Regions from separate parts of the Mus musculus genome. Here region 2 is linked to region 1. A link is a contact called in public Hi-C data. All regions are on one chromosome and are shown on one strand. Each heading gives the region's core, a stretch centred on a gene start, on an enhancer-like site or on the middle of the called end of the contact. The rest is flanking DNA. Distances are from core to core; before and after follow the strand shown.

What was found. Hi-C and Micro-C count contacts between places; a contact is called where the count stands out from the background.
Region 2: a contact with region 1 is called in a Hi-C map of bone marrow-derived macrophages, with 17 read pairs. The contact joins two enhancer-like sites. A contact is called at or near these places in 1 of 15 datasets of contacts at CTCF or cohesin (embryonic stem cells), 3 of 484 Hi-C or Micro-C datasets (bone marrow-derived macrophages and embryonic stem cells) and 7 of 115 datasets of contacts at active chromatin or transcription factors (astrocytes, embryonic basal ganglia, embryonic stem cells and 3 more).

The regions. Positions count from the first base shown.
Region 1 is chr17:5,392,614-5,399,495 of GRCm38.p6, forward strand. No RefSeq gene overlaps it. Among named protein-coding and RNA genes, the nearest start is that of Gm29050, 15 kb to the right of the region's middle. Within about 2 kb of position 5,213, at least 39 of the 459 cell types and tissues checked have an H3K27ac peak or open chromatin away from gene starts, as enhancers often do. A contact at or near this core is called in bone marrow-derived macrophages, where this site is marked.
Region 2 is chr17:5,750,628-5,757,707 of GRCm38.p6, forward strand. It overlaps Zdhhc14 (zinc finger, DHHC domain containing 14), which reads left to right. Exons shown (of 9, transcript NM_146073.3): 9 at 2,065-3,264. The coding sequence ends at 2,466. Among named protein-coding and RNA genes, the nearest start is that of Gm41519, 17 kb to the right of the region's middle. Within about 2 kb of position 2,619, at least 67 of the 459 cell types and tissues checked have an H3K27ac peak or open chromatin away from gene starts, as enhancers often do. A contact at or near this core is called in bone marrow-derived macrophages, where this site is marked.

The DNA of each region.
Region 1 (6,882 bases), core at 3,963-6,462:
AACCTCTGCCAAAGCAGTGGGGGACATGGCCAGATACGGAGGACACATGTGCAATGTCAGCTACGTGGAAGATGAGTGGAGCCCAGGGTTTAAGGCCATCTTGTCTTGGGGAAGACAGGGGGTACCCAGTAGATGGTGCTGTTTGGGAAGGTGGTGCACCATTGCTGGAGGAAGTTACATCACTGGGGGTGGTGGGCCATGAGAGTTTTAGGCCTCATCAGTCATTCAGGGCCCCCTGTCTCTCTGCTTCATGGCTGAAGTCCTGCTCCTGCCTGCCGCACGCTGACACGCTGCCCTCACGAAGATGGACTCTTACTCCTCTGGATCCATAAACCCAAAATATCCCCACCCCAGTCCCCGACGGTGCTTTTGGTCATGGTGTTGTACCATAACAATAGAAAAGTCACCAATACCAAAGTTTGTACCAGAGCCTGGCCATGTTGTTGAAAGGAGGAGTGTGGGGAACTTTAGATATTTGAGTTAGAAAAGCAGTTGAATTCTGTAGGCAGAGTTTAATGGGCTGTTTTGGTAGGAGCCTGAAAGCCAGAAGTGCAGGAAGCAATGTTGGTTGTAGAGGCCTGACTTGAGAGGGTTCAGAGGAGAGTAATATTAGCAACTAGGTTAGACGCCATTCTTGTGCTATTTGGGAGAAGAAATACACACACACACCACCACCACCACCACCACCACCACCACCACCACCATCACCATCACCACCAGCAACAACAACCTCAAAAACCTGGCTGCCTTTTGCCCTTGCCCAGAGAACTTGCCTGAGTAACAGGCTAATTTCTGTGCTAGAGGAAGTTCACAATAGCATCCTGTTGAGTCTGTGACATGATTGTTGTACTGAAATAGGAGCAATTGAGGCAGAGAGAAACTTTTTCAAATGTACAGTATGGAGAGAAGCTTTATGCTGCAGCCAAGGAATGTGCAGAGAGAGGAGGGCTGTGATTGTTAAAGGGACTAGCGCCATTAAGGAGAGACCTGCTTGTTACTGGGACAATAAGAAAGGTATCCAGACAAGACCCCACCCTGCCAAATCTCCAACTTGGGAAGTAGAGCTCAAGAGAGGTTTTCTGCTCCTGGAACACAGCTGAAGGCAAAAAAGGAAAGGGAAGGGAAGGGAAGGGAAGGGAAGGGAAGGGAAGGGAAGGGAAGGGAAGGGAAGGGAAGGGAAGGGAAGGGAAGGGAAGGGAAGGGAAGGGAAGGGAAGGGAAGGGAGAAAGAAAAAGGAAGAAAGAAAGGAAGGAAGGAAGGAAGGAAGAAAGAAAGAAAGAAAGAAAGAAAGAAAGAAAGAAAGAAAGAAAGAAAGAAAGAAAGAAAAGCAAGTAAGCTGTTTCTAATGTGATTCAAGGTGGGCCAGGGTCCATCTCAGGCTGGTAGCCAAACTTGACAGTATTGTCCATGTGATGAAGGATTCAGGAGTAAAGGGATCATGGGTTCTTTCTCCAAAGTTTTCAGAGAGATGCTGAGGCCAGCCAGAGGATGATGTGAAGACCCTTTAAGAGAGCAACAGACCCTGAAAGGCCAGTAAACGGCTCTATGAATGTAAAGGTTGGGCTCTAGTGGAGCCCCCCCCGCTGCCCATGATGTTGGAGATGCCACAGCCATGAGACATCTGCCATAGAGAGCTGCATATATGGGATGGAACCAGGCCAAGAGAGATGTATGCCTTGGATAGCAAAACCGTGGGGGTGGAGACTTTGAAGCCATTTGAAGCCCCAAACACTGGATATAGTGCTACAAGATTTGGTGTTTGCCCATCTGGGTTTTGGTCTTGCTTTGGTCCAGTATTTCCTGACTATCCCCCATTCTTCACTCTTATGTCAGAAGTATGTAGCTTGCCTTTTGACACTGCAGGGGGTTATAGTTAAGAGACCATCTTGAGCTTCGGAAGAGACTATAGACTTGGATTTTAAAACAGTATTGAGACTGAAAGACTATGATGACTTTTGGAGTAAAGTTAAAACATTTTACACCATGGTTTAGCCACAAGATTATGGGGCCAGGGAGTAGAATGTGATGAGAAATGAGAAATGTGTCCCTTGGCCTCAAGTGTTTGAACATCTGCTCCTCAGTTGATGGGTCCGTTTAGGGACAGTGGTGCAACCAACCTTGCTGGAGGAAGTGATATTACCAGGGGCAGGGCTTTGAGAGTTTGTAGCCTTACACCCCTTTCCAGTTCTCTCTCTCCTTCATGTTTGATGCTATTACATGGTTTCTCAGGCTTCTGTCCTCTCTGTCACACTGCCACTCAGTGACATCCCTCCCTCCCACCGGGATGGGCTTCTATCACCCCCCCCTGGAAACACAAGTCTTTAATAAGCTCCTTTTCTATAAGTTGTTTTGGGTCATGATATTTTATCATAGCACCAGGAGGATAGTGGGGTCTTTCTAGTCCAGGCTGTCTCCAAACTCAAGATTCTGGAGCAGCAGATTGACAGGCATCAACCTTTTCTGACATCCTGCCCTCACTCCCACCCCCACCCCCGAGCCCACCCGCAAGATCTCATGTACACAAGGCTGGGGAATGCCCTTGAACTCCTGCCTCCTCTCCAGTATCTACCTCCTGAGCATTGCTGTTCCAAGCTGTGTCACCGCACCCAGTTTTGTGCTGTAGCTAGAGACTGAGCCCTAAGGCCTAGTGTGTGATTGCCAGTCACTCTAACTGGGCCTCATGCTAACCCTTTGAACATTTCTTGGAACAGACTCATCCTGAGCCTCACAAATGGTTGAGAGATGTGTACTCAAGACCAAGACTCTCAGATTCTGCAGTAAAAAGACCCTCCACGGTAGTATCTGAGCATCTCAGGAGCAAAAAACACTAGAGTTTTAAGGCATCTTGATTTTGCAGGGGGTTATAAGTGATTCAATCTGGCAGCAGACCCAAGACCTAGTGGTAGGCGCATGCAGCCTGCTCACAGCGTGAGGGAATCGAGTTATATTGCCTGCCTTCCTCAGAACCTGCTCTGCTGGTCCTGTAGCTTGGGGAAAGGTACCTGAAGTCAGAGCCCAGGTGCCTTCGAGTGGGCGAGCCGCTCTCTTCCCAGGGTGTTGAGAGCTGGAGAGATAATGTGTGTGAAAGTGCCCGAGGCAGACGGCAGATGTTATTACTTGTAATTTACTAACCAAGAAACTGAGGCATTGAGGCCTTGCATGAACCCAGACTGGACTCCTACCTGGGAAAGAAGACGGTTGCAAATGAAAACACCCAAGGCTCCTTTGGCTCCTTTGAGCTCTCAAAGTGCCGTTCGGGGTAAGGAAGGTTTGCTGGTGCTGTGCTGCGTAGAGCACCTGGGAAGAAAAGACTCCTGGGATGAGATCCATCTTCCTGCAGTACCTTAGGAACTGGCCTGAATCCATGCGCAATAAAGAGGATGAAACAGGAAGCCAACCCCAGTGACAGTCACCCCGACACCCACACACTGCCTGGCAGACCTGCCTTGCAACCTTTTGCCTGCCTTCATCACCAACTCTTTATGTCCTGGGCCAAGGGACAAGGCCTGGGGGTTCTGGGTCAAGGCCATTGTTACCTGGCGGTACCGAGTTAGATCAAGGTTTAAGGTCTCTTGGGCCCTAAGGGAGTGTCTAGGAATACCTGGAATAATATTTCTCAATTCGAGACTGTCAACATTTGGAGTGACCAATTCTCTTTTTGGGGGGCTAGGGGAGTGGGTTCTGTTCTACCCGCCAGCAGCCATGGCATTTCCCCAGTCGTGACAACTAAAATGTCTCCAGCCAGGCATCACTGAATGTTGTCTGGGGGAGGCAGTCACCCTCCCACCCCTCCACGGCTCTCTGCCAGCGTGAGGAAAAAGAGGTGTGGAGTTCTCTGTGTGTCAATACAGAGTTCTTTTACATCTTTTCAGATTTAAATTCATACCAGATAAAGACACCCAGGAGCTGCAGAGGGACCAGGCAGGGATAGGAATTGGATTTTCCTAAAAAAAAAAAAAAAAAAGCCCTACTTTAGGGACAAGCCCTCAGATGACTCAGGGTGACAGGCTCACAGGGACAGTCCCTGGCCTGCCAGCCAGCCTACTCCCTTTCCTTTCAGAGTGGACAGCTCTTTTTTTTTTTTTTTAATTTCATTAGTGTGTGTGTGTGTGGTTGTGTGGTTGTGTTTCTGCATATGTACCCATATGCCATGTCTCAAGTGAGCAGGTCAGAGTCTGTTCCAGGGGTTCCACATGGATTCCAGGGATGGAACGAGGACCAGGCTTGGCGGCAAGCACCTTTGCCATATAAGCTACCCCAACAGCTCTTTTTGGGACTCTCAAGTGTCCCTTCAGTGCCCTTTGTTGGAAAAGCAAATTACAGTGTCGAGAGCAGACACCCACACGTGCAAGTGACAGGAGAATGTGGGGCACGCATAGCAAAATGTCAGTACTATTACTGATGGAGTAAAGATGGGGTTTCAGGTGGCTGTTAGTTTGGCTTGACATCCCTCCCCACCCCCATTTATTTTGGCTGGAACATGAAGTTGTTTGTACCAAGGTGATAGTCATTCACAGAGATCCCAAGGGAAGCACCACTCTGGTGGCAAAGGCCTTCGCCCTACAGATTTGTTACTGACTATGGAAGAGGCTTCTCCATACTGCGGGAGCATGAGATGAGAGGGAACCCAAACTCAGCAGGGTGACGGAGTGTCGCCAGAGAGGCTTGTCCTGGGAGGACACGGCCCACCCTTCTCTCCAGGTCATGGATTCCGGCAGTACCTACACCCACGCTTGGAGTGGCCTGTGCGGAAGATCTGGGGTGTGGTCAAGAACTGCTCAGCAGTGTGACCACCGGGCGCATAGGACGATCAGAGTTGAATGTGTCTTGGGCGACTCTAGAATGCTCTACTGGACTTAATTTTCAGGGTTCACGGAAAGAGCAGAGCACAGCCAGAGGCCCTGGCCTCCGGGCTGGGACAGCATCCCTTGTCTTAACGCGGTGGTGTCCTGGCCCGAAGCCCCACGTAGTATATCCACAGCAGCAGCAGCCAGCCCGCAGCTCGTCCGCCCTCTGCTGGCAGAAAGCCTGAATGACACTTGGCGTTTGCAGCTATATCAGGAAGTCCGCGCTGTGCCCTTGAAAACACAGGGAGAAACCTGGGCACAATGATAAAGGGGGACACAACTGACAGGGAAGGCGTAGCTTACTCGGAATGTCCTCGTGGGGCGTCCGAAAAGCGCGACAGGATGACTGCCTGTCCCAAGGCCCCAGTGGGTCTGTGAGTGACCTGCTCAACAAGCCCAGCTGGTGTGCCAAGCACCCTGCATTGGTGTACAGGAGCAGGGATGCTCATTTGGGGCAGCTTCGCTGAAGTGCTACAAACTGAGAGGCTTAGAGATCGTATTATTTTCAGAAATGAATTATTTCTTGTTTCTAGTGGATGCAAATCCAAAGTCAAGGTGTTCATAGAGCACTCTGAAGGCTCCAGGGAGGTTCACTAGAAGACCCTTCACCGCAGTTGTCCTATGTCGGTCTCCATGCGGCATTGTCCCTGGGCAGATCTATGCTTCTCTGTTTGTTAGTACAGTAGTTGTTGCAAATAATCAAATATAACTTCACCCGAATTTGATTATATCTAAAATGCCCCTGTTTCTAAAATAGGTTATAAGAAGGAGGGGTGGGACTTTACAACGACTTTCAAAGTCTCACCTCAAACATAGCAGATATGCCCAGCGTGCATCCGGGTATGGGGACTGTGAGCTGACCAACACTGAGGGTCTCCGTGACCAGGAAGCCTGAGTGGCCCATGGGCAGGCAATGCTTGAGGTGGGGACCCAGTAAGGAGAATACTTCCCTGTGGTAGGGGTTGGAACAGGAACTGCTTAACGATTTTATTTAGATCTCTAGGCAAGTGTAGGCAAAGATATTGCTTAAATTCACAAAATTAATAAAGATGGTCTTTTTTTTTTCTAGCTTTCTAGTTCCGTTTCTGTTGCTGTGAAAAAATATCACCACCCAAAGCGGCATAGTTCAGGAAGGGTTTATTTGGCTTTCGGTGACGGGTTAGAGACTACCATCGAGAGAGGTTAAGGGCAGCTGGTCAGATCCCATCCCTAGTCTAGAGCAGAGATACACGATGGACCCTTGCCTCTTTGTGCTCTTTCTTCTTAAACAGCCCAAGAGGCCCAGACCATGTGTCTGTCAGGTCTCAGGCCATGCGTACGTCCAGATGCTGCTAGCTCCCAGGCCCTCCCCACTTTTGCCTTGCATTCCAGCTTCCTGGACTACCAGGATGGTCCTCACCAGCCAAGAAGTAGCTGCAGAAGAGACTACACCATCCCTCATCAACAAAAGGCTGGGATGCAAGGTCTCAGGCTGTGCAAATATCCAGAAATGAGCTCAAACTGGATATATGGATTGCCTGAGACCCAACAGAGCTGTTCACAATGGGCTGGGTCTTTCTTCGTCAATAAGGAATCTAGACCTTCCTCCACAGACATGCCCACAGCTATGGCTTTGGCTATTGTTTTGCGAATACATTTTCAAGGCTGTTATTAAGAGAGAGCCATTTCTCATGTGGTGACACATCTCTGCTAATCTCAGCAACTGAGATGCTGAAGTAGGGAGATCTGTTTGAACTGTGACCCACAGTTAGAACTTGGTACCTCTCTAGGTAGCTGGCCTTCCATTCCTGTGGTTTAAAAGGAAGAAAATCAAATCCACCCAGAGGAGCCCAGGTAAGCTTGGTTTGAAGGATGGCCCAAGATGAGAGAGGTAGGTGTCTTAGCTAGGGTTTCCATTGCTGTAAAGAGACATCATGACCAAGGCAAGTCTTATAAAGGACAACGTTTAATTGGGGCTGGCTTACTGGTTCAGAGGTTCAGGCCATTATCATCATGGTAGGAGGCATGGCAGCATTCAGGCAGGCATGGTGCTGGA
Region 2 (7,080 bases), core at 1,369-3,868, 360 kb after region 1:
GGGGCTGCACTGCTGCAGAGGGCTTCTGGGAGGGGAAACACTCAGCTGCAAAGAGCGAGACCTTGGAAGGGAACAGTGCCAACAAGAGACCTGGCACTTCATGGTGCCCCTGGGTTCATGGTTCCCCACCCCCACCCCCAGCCCAGACCTGGGATAGCTGTTTAAGTCAGCAAAGTGGTGTTTGTTACTACACATCTCAGAAGCCACACCAACGCCTGCACTGGCAACCACATTGTTTAAGAAGGCTCTATTGGGTACTCATAAGCTCTGCTGCCTGGCTCAGATGGGGAAATGACTGGGGGCGAGAATGGGCCAGCGATGGGGGGATTCAGAACACTGAGTGACAGGGTATTGTGGCTGCACATGCGATCCCAGCACTTCTTTTTCCTGGGAGTCTGTAAGAACCAGTCAGAAGACGTGGGCTGGTCCCTCAGATAGAATTCGCCAGTTAGTTTCCAATGTGAAGGATTTACTTCAGTCAACAGAGACAAGCACTCTCTTCCTTCCTTAGTGATGGCGGATGGTGTGCACATGAGCAAGAGTCCTGACTGTACCTGATGACAGCAAGAATCTGTCATCCAGAAAAGGCCACTGCTTTCCCAGCTGGAGCCTTCTGGCCTGCCTTGTGGCCCAGGTTCATTGGCAGGGTACCTGTGGCACTGTGCCTAGCTTTCATAAGCTGGGGTATTTGAGGAGCCAGCATGTCTCTGCCAGCAGGAATCTTAAATGGTGATTGTCACAGAGCAGTCTTACAACGTATCTCTCTGAGCCTGATATCCTGGAAGCATATGTTTAATCAATGAGGCTGCCCCATCAGGGCCAAGCTCATGTGCTATGCAAAGCAGACAGTGGTGCCTGGGCATAACCCTGCCTGCTGCCCTGGAAGATTAGAGTGCTTCTCTAATGCTCTGATAGCTCTGGTGTGGGGCAGGAATGATTGGGGAGACTGGACAATGTATACGTTAGTGGCTCATGGAGTTTAACCAACAGCCGTTCCAGCTGCTTTTCCCAGTCTTCTCATCCCTTTGAATAGCATCTCCTCATTCAGTCCCCTCCTCCTTGCTCCCCCCAGCCCTCCCCTCCATCTCCACATTTCTTTGACATTCCGTTGGCTGGGTGAGACCCGATTCCCCATCCCCAAGGCTGTCATCCTCTGCTGGGCTTCCCTTTAAGTCTGGCTCCAGCCTGGAGTCAAAGACTTTAAACTTCTAATAAACTACTAACTCCTTGGGGCCTCAGCCTTCTCTTCTAGGCTCATGGACAGGGCGGGGAACTTACAAAAGGCATGCTCTGGGAAGGGTGCACACACAACGGGGCATGAAATAGAGATCTGCAACCTCAGACGGTTGCTCTCTACTCCCACTAGGGCTGCCTTGTATGTGTTCCCATGGGCCGCCAATGATGAGAGGCACCTCTGGTTGTGCCTATTAGCAATAACAGGGCTATTAGTATGTAGTTTGGTAGTGACTTAAAACTCAGGGACCACTAAGCCAAGGAAAGCCAATATTTACCAATATTTGCACATCATGTGTGGTAGTGGTTGGTTTGCTTAAACAAACAAACAAACAGCTTCATGCACTTGATCCTCCATACATGTAAGTGCGTGCGCGCACGTGGACACACACATACACACTACATGTACACATGCATACATACTTGCTTGCACTTCACAAACAAACACATACACAGAAACTAAAGTTCTCAAACTACAAGAAGCTGTGGTCTCTATTGCTGTGGGTGGGAAATCCTGTGACCCTTTTCTGGGATTGCCTATAAATGACATCCTTTAAGTTTGGAATCAAGGGCATAGAGGCTATAATGTAGCTAATATTGCACCCTGGAGGCCCACAGAGGTACCTGCTCACTAGAGTACTTTATTCTGCCACACAAGTGTGTATGTGTCATGTGCTAGGGTCTCTCCTAATGTCTGCTCCTTGCCTCTGCCTTACTGACAAGATACTAATGGTTTCTCTTCTCCCTCACCTACCCCCTCCCCCGTCCCACCCTCTCCTTTTTCATCTCCTTTCCACCTTTTCTTTGCTGGCTCCTGCTGCTGTTCTCCAGTGCGACCAAGACCAGTGCATTCAGAGCACCAAATTCGTTTTGCAGGCCGCAGCCACGCCCCTGCTTCAGAGCGAGCCCAGCCTCACCAGCGAAGAGCTGCATATGCCTGGGAAACCCGGCCTGGGCACCCCATGTGCTAGCCTGACGCTGGGCCAGCCCACACCACCCTCCTCCATGCCCAACCTTGCCACGGAGGCCACACTCTCAGACATTATGCCCCTGAAGGATGAGCATGGGGGCCATCAGTTTCTGACCCCAGATGAGGCACCCTCACCGCCAAGGATGCTGGGGGCAGGCAGCCCTCTAGCACATAGCCGTACCATGCACATGTTGGGTCTGGCCAGCCAGGACTCCCTGCACGAAGACTCCGTGAGGGGCTTGGTAAAGCTCAGCTCCGTGTGACCTGCATGGCCAGCCCTGGGGACCACAGGTGACAAACAAAAACAAATTACTGGACATAGCCAAGAGGACGTTTTGTTTGGAATCTGCAGAGTGGACCGGGAAGAGGAGACTCCCTCAATGGGAGGAGCCTGGAATTGAAAGAGGCAGCGTGGATGCAGCGTGCAGCGCCCTCTGTCGGCTGCTTTTGGGACAGACACGAGGAAAATTTTCGACACTGGTGGCCAGACTGAAATTGGACCTAATGTTACAGCTACTAATTGAAATCCACCCGCCGTTCCATTTGTTCATTAAAACAAAACGAAACAAAAGTTCCAAAGGGAAAAGCCGGCCAGACATGGGATTGCATGCCACACTATAGTCTGTGTTACAGCAGTGGTATTCCAGAAGAAAAGATGTCTCTCTGTTTTCCTTCTTTTTAATCTTGTGATACTTTCCAATGTGACAGACCGAACCCGGTGGGTAATGCCATCCTTCGCGACTTACTGGACTTAGCTGTATGAGGATGGGCGTTTCCTGATGAAGAGGGTTACTGGGGGCATCCCCTGTTGCAGACGGCACCTGGGGTCTATCCTGCCCTGGACAGACATTTTAACCCTCTGTCAATGCTCAGATGGATGTCATATTGTGCCACCATGGGGCAGTCCTCGCCTCCTGTGTGACAATGACCTTCCTATGGACAGCCAATAAAATGACTCCTCTGTTATTTTCTTGATCTGTATACAGTTGTCAACAGCTTGCATGTAGTTACTTACTTGTTCACATTATCTCTGGTAAGGAATAATTCAAAACAGCCAAAGTTGAAATCTTCATGTTGTGGGTTATGGTTCGGCTTCTTAGATGGGAGCTGAGCTTGCTAACAGTCCTCAGCCCTTAGCACCCACCTTCCTGATCTGTTTTTAATACAGGCTTAAGGGGGGTTGCTATGAACTAAGAGCCACTCACACAGCAATTATGTGTAGTAAGTGGAGGGAGGGGTACCCAGGAGACGGGATGTTGTCTGGCTGTCTTCTCGGTTCCATGTGATGTTGGGGCGCTACAGACCTCATAGGCATACCTCATGCTCCTCATGAGGCAACAGCAGCCCCACCCTGGAGCTGAGGTCACATAGATCACAACTGGAGACAAAAACAAGATGGCGGCTTCACTCCATCTGTCACCTGGCATTTTAGGGAGCCAGACTATCCGGGAGGAGCTGCAGGAAACTCACCAGCGCTCTGCAGCCTTCATTCCCAGCCCCATATCCAATGGCAAATCCACAGAGCACTCTGTGACTCGGCACCAGGTGCAGGTCTCATTAATACAGTAGACACAATGTTACTGGGGCTAAAACCAATTCCATTCAAGTCAGACAATTGTCATGCTGAAAAGTGGCTGCTTATGTCTTCCTTGTGACATCTCTGAGGCACCTTCACTGTTATGCCCTGTGGCAGTGTAGAAGTTGGAGAAGGTGAATTGTATGTAGCCATTTTTTTTAAGTTTTCTAGACCTAATTATTTGTAATTTAAGACAGAACTGTTCTTACACAACCACACACTGTCAGATGCTCCACCTATGAGTAGATGTCCACAGAGTTCCCCCTACACCTTGTCAACCACATCCGGGCCCCCACCTGCTCCTTACCCTGGACCCAAGGGTGGTCTGGTCTTTTCCCAGTTTCTACCCTTGGGGTGGGGTAGGGGAGCTAGTCTTTATAGATACCTTGGGGTAGGGTGGGGGAGCTAGTCTTTATAGATACCTTGGGGTAGGGTGGGGGAGCTAGTCTTTATAGAGTCCTTTCATTCCCGATACTCCTAATATAGTAGTTGCCAATTTCCTGATACCAACAGCCCCATTTAAAAAATTCCAAGAAGCAACCATAAGTCACTGAATACAGTTGCCCCTCCATCTTCCCTTTCAACTGTGGATTCAACCAACCATGAAAATATTTGAGGGGAGGGTATCTACACTGAGTTGTGTGTCTGTCTTTCCATGTTATTCAATTGCACTGCATTGTGTTAGATATAAATCTCCTAGAGATGAGACAATGCCCACAGAAGGAGGTTTGTGTGTTCTATATGCAAACATTGTTCAGTTTTACTAATAGACCTGAGCTTCCATAGATGGGAGCTTCCATGGGACTCTGGAACCAATCCCCTAAGGACACTGAGGGACAAATATACTTATTATCACTCACCCTGTTCTAGACCCATCCTCCATACATATGTGGTGCCATTTTTCAAATAGGGGTTTGGGGACCTTGGTAAAAATGAATCAAGACGGTTCAGGGACAGGTGGTGTGGAACTTGAATACGACAAGTGGCTAAAATAATTGAAAGTTTAAAGCCCACAGAATGTCACAGACCTTTCTTCCTGTTTGGGAATAAGCAACTGGGCTCTTAGGGCCCTACTTCAGCGGTGAGGGTGAGGGGCACCATCCAGAGAGGTAAGTGGCTTGCATTTCCCATTAACTGGGTCCATCTAGTGTGGCTGAGTGGACCTTGGCATTCTAAATGCTTCGAGAGAGTTAGCAATCGATTGGCTGCTAGCTAGAAAAAAATAAGATAAATATTTTACCGTGCTATTAAGGTTTGGGCCATTAGCACACATAGGGGCCGAGAGGGGGTAAAGTCCATCTGCTTCCCATTCTCCTACCGAGCACTGGGAAATTGGATTTAGCCAGAGCACCCTGGTCCAGATCTGAGAAGGGTGATGATGGCTGAATGCCTGCTTCTGAGCAGACAGGCTGACATGCCACTCTGTGCCACGGGCAGTCAGCACAGTACCACGCTGTGCCCACTTGAAAAATGTTCATTCCAGCTCTGGATGTGATTGTTCAGCCTGGGAGAACAATGTTATATCCCACCCACCCCCAGGCAGCAGAGTGCCTCTCAGAACTACCCATACCACCAAGTCTGTTACGTCCTTGCCTGTGTCAGCCAGGGACACTGACATAAGGTGTGCATGAAAGTGCAAAACAAGTTACAAACTCCATTGTGCAAGCCATGTGATGCCAAGCCCTGAGTGGGTAAACCTTAGCAGGCTTCACACCCTAGGCCTGGTGGACCTTCTCTAGACTAAAAGCAAGAAATGAATGTATTCAGGTTGTAGTGGGTGTCCGGGGTACAGGGCTTGGTGGCATCTCCAGGAATAAGTCAGAATGAAACTTTTCAAGGGCTTCTAAGAACTCGCCCATACAGCCTTAGCACCTGTTCCATTCAGAGCCGAGCCTACCCAGCATCCTCTTGGGGCCTTGAACCAGCTGCCTCCCAGCCGTGGCTTCGGGCTGGAGCTCATTTGGCAGGTGTCAGGATATGAATTAGGGTCTTTCCCACCAGGGGTTTCTGTTCTTGTCCACACCAGGATCTCTTCAGCTCATTGAGTTCTTCAAGTAAGAAGAGCATAAAGAGAAATAACATTGGGTATATTTTCTAATCAATACCTCAAAACTATTCCGAAGACTGAGACTAAATTAAATTGATGATTATGGTGTTTGTTTGTTGTGGGAACTTACCACATCCCTCATTCCTCTCCCTCTATCACTCCTTTTTTCTTAGTTCCCTAGCCTACATGCTCTATAGCAAGCCCTTCACCTTCTCAAACACCTCCCCCCCACACACACTCCCTCCCCTCCCCTCCCATCCCCTCTCCTCCCCTCGTTTTCCCTTCTCTTCTACAGCCCAGTAAATTTTCAAAGATAACTGCTTGGCGCAGTAATCTAGCCATTAAAAAAATAATCGAGCAATGGAAAATTAGATTGATTTACAGCAGCCCTGTTTGCAGTCACGAAAGTAGATAAATAACTTCAACTGGAATGTTTGTGTATGTGGGGGGCGGGCAGATGCACCCATCTGCTAAGAAATCAGCTTTCTTTAAGCTGTGGGTGTCAGTGTTTCCATTGAAAAACAACTATAGAGCAATGCAGAAAGCCAGCTCCACCCAGCCCCTCCCACACACCCACTCATCCTCATCCATACCCCTCCCACGCGCCCACTCATCCTCATCCACACCCCTCCCACGCACCCACTCATCCTCATCCACACCCCTCCCACGCGCCCACTCGCGTCCTCATCCATACCCCTCCCACGCGCCCACTCGTCCTCATCCACACCCTCCCACGCACCCACTCGTCCTCATCCACACCCTCCCATGCGCCCACTCACTCTCATCCATACCCTCAGCCCCCAACAAAAGCAGATAGCAATTAGGTTTGGCTACTGGATTTTTTTTTAACCCTAAATTATAGTGACTTAGAAAATTAGCTATTTTCTCAGGTGTGCAGTGTAAGTACAGAGACAGGCAAATAACGGTCAGTGTGCCCTTGTCAGTGCAGGTACCGAGTTCCATTCTGCTTTTCTTAGACTGGCTTTTATTCCTATAGACAGTTCATAGTCACAAGGCAGGCCCTGCAGCTCTAGCATCAAAGCCACATTCCAGGAAGAGGAGCTAAGGCCAGGAGCCTGCTTCCTTGAGAGAGTGCTCCCAGAGCACCACCCCCACCCCCGCCCCCACCCCCACCCCCCAGCCGGACTGCTCCGTGATCAAAGTGAACTCCCATGACCACTCCTGGACAACCATGAAACTGGGGCATATGTTTTCACTGGACACATGACTACCTCAAATCTTGGGGTTCTGTTG